Linked DNA regions of Sus scrofa: region 2 is linked to region 1. The links are chromatin contacts, called in public Hi-C maps. All regions are on one chromosome and are shown on one strand. The core of a region is the stretch at or near the end of the contact, and the rest is flanking DNA. Distances in the headings are between cores, read along the strand shown. Region 1 holds the start of JAK1 (Janus kinase 1). Region 2 overlaps JAK1 (Janus kinase 1).

What was found. A called contact is a pair of places that touch in the nucleus more often than the background predicts.
Region 2: a Hi-C map of liver shows a contact between it and region 1, with 2.0 times the contacts expected there. The contact joins the enhancer-like site here to the promoter of JAK1 in region 1. A contact is called at or near these places in 1 of 5 promoter capture datasets (liver), 8 of 47 Hi-C or Micro-C datasets (blood, embryonic fibroblasts, heart right ventricle and 2 more) and 2 of 2 datasets of contacts at active chromatin or transcription factors (alveolar macrophages and skeletal muscle).

What each region holds. Positions count from the first base shown.
Region 1 is chr6:147,427,240-147,430,483 of Sscrofa11.1, reverse strand. It overlaps JAK1 (Janus kinase 1), which reads right to left and starts at 1,408. Exons shown (of 25, transcript NM_214114.1): 1 at 1,221-1,408.
Region 2 is chr6:147,530,097-147,533,292 of Sscrofa11.1, reverse strand. All of the region lies in intron 8 of JAK1 (Janus kinase 1), which reads right to left. Among named protein-coding and RNA genes, the nearest start is that of JAK1, 100 kb to the right of the region's middle. Within about 2 kb of position 1,777, at least 9 of the 83 cell types and tissues checked have an H3K27ac peak or open chromatin away from gene starts, as enhancers often do. A contact at or near this core is called in alveolar macrophages, liver and skeletal muscle, where this site is marked.

The sequences.
Region 1 (3,244 bases), core at 159-2,658:
GCTTTCCTCCTCCAAAAAAAAACGACAATTTTATACAGCTGTAAATTCCTGTCACTGAGAGAAAAACCCTGGACTCTTTAAAAAAATATATATATATATATATATCTCCAACCAGGCAGAAGACAGCTCAGAACCAGGTACAAAGAGAAGTGGTACGGAGGACGGGATCCTTTTCCCCACGGCACACAGGAATTCAGAGAATATACAATTATACCAAAAAAAAAAAAAATGGGCACCAACACCTGGCAATAATCATAGCCTTTATTTAGTCCCTTAAAGAAGTTCCTTTAGGGGAAACACACATCTAAGGAGCCCACATCCCTGGAACCTAGAGGAGTGACTTGAGAGGGGTGTTTATTAATCCTGCAAAAGCGACATCTCCCTTTCATGCTTGGCGACCGCACGCGGATGGGGTCTGAGGAGTTCGCCAAGGAACCAGAGATCAGCCCCAGTTCGGGCTAACCAGTCCCTTTACAGTCGGATTCACAATTCCCCGAGTGGCTCTGTTCCTCTTCCCTGGCGACACCCAGGGTGCGACTTTCGCACTTTTCGCTGGATGCCTAGGGCCAGAGTCCCAACGGAACCGACAAGGGGAGGGGGCGTTTCCTGAGTCCCTTACACGCCCCCTGCCCCAAATAGGGCCCCAAATCCCAGAAACTTTCCCTCGCCTAGATGGCAAGGAAGCCAAATGCCTAAGACCCCGAGCCTCGGTCCAGAGGCCTGAAAAATCCTCCTCCCGGCACCCCCGCCCCCCGCTCCCCGGCAATTCTGCCAAAGGGCTGGCGGTCAAGTTCACCGCGCAACAGCGAGGGACGTCAAACCTCAAGCCAGCGCCTGTATCTCAGGGTGGTATAAACAGGATGTCAGCGCGTTTCAGGCTTGTTTATGAAAACTTGGCGTGCGCTCTGGAGGAGGGGGCGGCAAACCTTAACCTTTCCCCTTAGGGCCTGGTAGTCCTGGCCCCTAACCTCCCCGCCGCCGGACGGCTCCATTTGGCTGGAAATCCCCCGCCTTCCCCGCCCGCCCCCGCTCGCCCCCACCCCTGCCGGGCCGGGCCCGGCCCCCGGCTCCGGCGCCGCGCTCACAGAGCGACCCGGGGTGAGCGGCGCGCGAGGCCCGACAGCCGCGGCCGCGTCTCCCGCAAGCGCCGGGCTCCGCGCCCCTCTTCTTGTCGCCCGCGGCCGCCGCAGGCTCCTCCACCTCCACTCAGTGACACTCACCACTTCCGTGTGCGCCTGGGCTGGGAGAGCTCCGGGTCGCTGCGCCGGTCGGGGTCCGGCCGCCCGCTCCCTAAGTGGCCAGCCCCGCAGGGCCCCGGCGTGCACGCGCCGGGGGCTGAGAAGGGGGCGCGGGGCGCGTTATCAGATCTGGGACACGGGCCGGGGTAGTCCGCCGCAGCTCGCTACTCCGCGGCCGCCGCGGCCTGCGCAAGGCGACGCACCCGCCTCCCGCCCCGCCCCGCGGCTCGCCCCCGCCTACCCCGCGGCCAGTCCCGCCTCCTCGTGACGTCACACGCGGCAGCCCCGGAAAGAGGGGCGGGGACCGCGGAGGAGGCGGTGGCACAGCCACCAGCCCCGGTCCAGGAGCCAGCGCCTCCTGCCTTCCCGCCCCGCCCCCACCTGGCTTCGCTCACGCCCTCGCCCTTCAGTCGCTTGCTTCTTTTTAACACGGTCTCCTAGGAACACCCATATAGGGATGACGGGTCTGCGAGCCCAGAAGATGAAACGGTCAGGATGTGGCCATAGGTGGACCCCTCCCGAGTTTGGAGTGCCCTCCACCACATGTTAGTGCGCCGAGATTCATTTCTCACAGTTCTCTGACCCCTGTTCCCACCGAGTGAGAGGCCGAGCTTGTGGAGCACGAGACTAACATGAACTTAACGAGAAATAAATCTAACAATGTTGACAAGTCACTTTGGGTCCTACCCATTCTGTATTTAAAGGTCTCAAAATAAAAAAATTTTTCATACATAGTAATAAAAGCATTTGTTGATATTTAATGTGGGTCTAGCGATTTTCGGGTTTTTTTTTTTTACCAAATCCCTTAAAATGGGTTTTATCTTCATTTTATCCATGAGGAAACAAATTAAGTCTTCTTAGTCAACGTCACACCCCAGCCAGGATTCATACCCCATAGGCAGTCTACAGCTAAATCATGATTTTACTTCCTAAATAGGTCTCCAGTCCACTTGTTTCTCTTAAGTGTTTCAACAACATGAGCCTAGCTGCCACCATCTCTCATCTGAAAGAGCATAAACATCTCTTAAATTGTCACTCTGTATTTAATCCAGTCTCCAGTTAATTCTACACTGTGAGCTTTGAAAATTTCATGTGTTCCATTCACTCCCATGCTTAAAATACTCCAGTACCTTCTCTCCAGAAATCTTTGGATGAGAATCTGCCTAGGCAGATTCATTCAGATGCATGGTCAGACCTCTGCAGCTCAGCTCACTGCGCAGTTAGGCTTCCCCATATGCCCTGATTCCACTAACCCTGCAGGAGGATTCCTGCCTGAAGGCATGGGAGTTACTGCAGCTTACTTCATTCCGAGCAAGTGCTCATGTGGTGGTGCAGGTGCGTGAAAAGAGCATTTGACTGGAGTTCTGGGTTTTAGGTCTAGCTCCCTCCATTAACCACTTGTGTTACCCTAAACAACTCACAGTTTGCGGATAAGAGCTAAGGGGCAGACTACCCAATCTCCAGGGTGGCCTTCTAGAAGGGGATAGCAGAGCTAACAGAGAATACAAGAGAATCAGGTGGCAAGATGGGGCCAGCTGCCTACCTTGTAAGTAAGTGTTTGAGTGCAAGTCTGGCCTCACCTGCCACACGGGGCTCTTTGCATCATTTTCTTCACCTGTTCAATTGGGACAATACCTTCCTCACAGAGATTATGCTGAAAGTGAACTAAGATAAAGCAGGCCAGACACACATGGTAGGCTTGGTTATTCATCGAAATCTTTTTTTTCTTTTTCTCAAACTGGGCCTTAAAAGAACAGGTGGGAATGATATGAGTGGACAGAGAAACAGGAAAGAATCGTATTTCAGGGAAGGCAAAAAGCACAGAAAAAGGAAAGTCAGAAAAGCTGCCATGAACCCGTTGTGCTCATGAACAAATCTGGGAGTTCCTGTCGTGGCGCAGTGGTTAACGAATCCGACTAGAAACCATGAGGTGGCAGGTTCGATCCCTGGCCTCGCTCATTGGTTTCAAGATCCATTGTTGCCCTGAGCTGTGGTGTAGTTCGCAG
Region 2 (3,196 bases), core at 528-3,027, 100 kb before region 1:
ACAGAACACAGACCGCCAGCCCCTGTGGCCAGCCCTGACTCAGATGACAGGTGCACCATCTGGTGCCAGACGTGACTCTGTCAGCCAGGACAGGATGGGGCAGGCTCACAAAACTTCCAGCAGCTGGTGGCTGTTCCACCTCTGCCAAGCATCTTCAGGGTTTGACCATACTGAAAGCCAGGTCACAGATGTCCCAACCTCTCCCCTACTAAAAGGTCCCTGGGGAAGAGAACAACCAAAGCAGCCCAGGCTGCAGGGCCATATCCTCGGGGTGCAACCCGGTGCAACTTTCTACACCCCTCCCCGTAAGTCTCAGCTTCCCCATCACCGGAAGCGGAGCCCAAGTTTTGACACCTTAAGGTCCTTGTCCTGACTAAGATAATGTAGAAACATCATATAAAATGACCTAGTAGCTATAATATGCAGAATGGACAGCACTTATTTTCACTTCCTCTCTGCCTCCACTGTCCAACTCTCCACTAACGTCTATATGGGCTCCTCCACGTCTTGCTCCACGTTTTTACCACAGTTGTCTAATAAAATCAATGCGTATTTATTATTTACAAAAAGGAGGGAGGGTGGGGAGAATGAGAAAATTTCTATCACTCATAATCCCATCAAAAACAAATAGTTGTTAGAGTTCTCACTGTGGTGCAGTGGGTTAAAGACTCCAACTGCAGCAGCTGGGTCTCTGTGGAGGCATGGGTTCGATCCCCAGCCCAGCACAGTGAGTTAAAGGATCCAGTATTGCTGCAGCTGTGGTGTAGGTCAAAGCTGCAGCCATAAGAATTTAAAAAAACAAGCAAGAAACAAATAGCTGCTAATATCTCACATGTGTATGTGAGAGTAGGCATACTTTAATGTTTTTTCTTTTTATGGCCATCTCTGAAGCATATGGAAGTTCCTGTGCCAGGGGTCAGGTCAGACCTGCAGCTGCAGGTGACAGCCATAGCCACAGCAACACCAGATCCGAGCCGCATCCACGACCTACACCACAGCTTTGAGCAATGCCGGATCCTTAACTCACTGAACAAGGCCAGGGAATGAACTCACAGACTCTATGTCAGGTTCTGCAGGGCCACAACAAGAACTCCCATGCTTCAAAATGTGTTAACAAAATTGCTTCCATTCTACCAATAGTTTTATACTCTGCTTTTTTCCTTTTACAAAGCATTGTTTTCAGACTTTTTAAAATTCAGCAATAATATTCTCCTCCTCAGATGAGTTGTGTTTTATTTTCCCGTTCTCCTACTCTCACGTGTGCAGGTCAGTTTCCGTATCTGGCATTGTAAGTGCTCTTGGGATAAACACTCCCATTCACAGACCACTGCCCACATCTCTTGTTGTTTCTGGAAGACAGAGCCTAGTTTCCTGAACAGAGGAGTATACAGATGTTTTCGAGGCTTTTAGCATATGTTACCAAACTACTTTCCCAAAAGGAACACCAAAAAAGACAAGTTACTTTAGGTGCAAAAGGATGAGCACCTGTCCTAAGCCCTCTCACCACATTCTTTCCCAGCACTGAGTGTTAGGATTTGGACACAGTATTTGCCAAATGGTAGGCAAAACACGGTATTTCCCTAGAAGACTACCTTTGTTTCATGGAGCACCCTGTCTCAGCAGCCTGTCTTCTCTACGTGTTGTCAGCTGTGACTTCCCAACACAAACATGTTTATCTTGGCAGGGCTCCCACTTCCCCTGCCAAGCCGGCCCGCCTGTCTAGATCATGTCCTCAAGTGATACCAAGAAGAGGAAGTGGGGCTGAACACCCCTTCCTCTGTCCGAGAGTCACTTGGGTGTGCCTGACAGCATCATGAGGACTGTCACTGTGGCCATGGCTCAGGTGTAGAGTGGGGCTTCCCACTGACCTCATCCCAGATGACCCACCCAACTCTGCAGAGAGGCTGGGCAGTGCAGGAGCCCTTGGGGGAAATTGCTAACACTCACCAGGCTCTTCCTTCAAATCCAATAACCTTTGTGAACTAAATACTGATGCTAAAACATCAGTATTTGAGAGGAAAGCAAATACGCTTTCTGAAGCAGATACATATCTGAAGACCAAAGAAGGTGTGGAGAAAAGGGAACCTCTTACACTGCTAGTGGGAATGTAAATTGGTGCAACCACTACGGAAAACAGTATGGAGAGTCCTCAGAAACCTAAAACTTGAATTACCATGCAATGTAGCAATCCCACTCCTGGGCATCCAGAGAAAACTATGTCTCAAAAACATACCTGTACCCAACATGGCTCAGTGGTTAACAAATCCAACTAGAAGCCATGAGGTTGCAGGTTCAATCCCTGGCCTCGCTCAGTGGGTTAAGGATCCGGCATTGCCGTGAGCTGTGGTGTATGTCACAGACATGGCTCGTTGCTGTGTCTCTGGAGTAGGCCGGTGGCTACAGCTCAGATTTAACCCCTAGCCTGGGAACCTCCATATGCCATGGATGCGGCCCTAGAAAAAGCAAAAAGAAAAAAAAAAAAGGACACCTGTACCCAATGTTCACTGCAGCACTATATACAACAGACAAGACATGGAAGCAACCTAAATGTTCATCAACAGAGGAGTGGCTAAAGAAGATGTGGTATGTACACACAATGGAATATTACTCAGCCATAAAAAAGAATGAGGGGAGTTCCTGTCATGGCTCAGAGGCAACGAATCTCACTAGGATCCATGAGGATGCAGATTCAATCCCTGGCCTCGTTTAGTGGGTTAAGAATCCAGCGCTGCCGCGAGCTAATGGTGTAGGTTGCAGACGCGGCTTGGATCTGACATTGCTGTGGCTGTGGTGTAGGGCAGCGGCTACAGCTCTGATTCAAACCATAGCCTGGAAACCTCCATATGCCATGGGTTCGGCCCTAAAAAGACAAAAATAAATAAAGGAGTTCCCGTTGTGGCACAGCGGAAGCGAATCTGACTAGGAACCATGAGGAGGCGGGTTCAATCCCTGGCCTTGCTCAGTGGGTTAACGATCCAGCGTTGACGTGAGCTGTGGTGTAGGTCACAGACGTGGCTCAGATCCTGCGTTGTTGTGGCTCTCGCATAGGCAGGCGGCTACAGCTCCGATTAAACCCCTAGCCTGGGAACCTCCATATGCCGCAGGTGTGGCCCTAAAAAGACAAAAGGCAAATAAATAAATAAATAGGAATGAAATAATGTAATCTGTAGCAACATGGACGGACTAGAAATTGTCG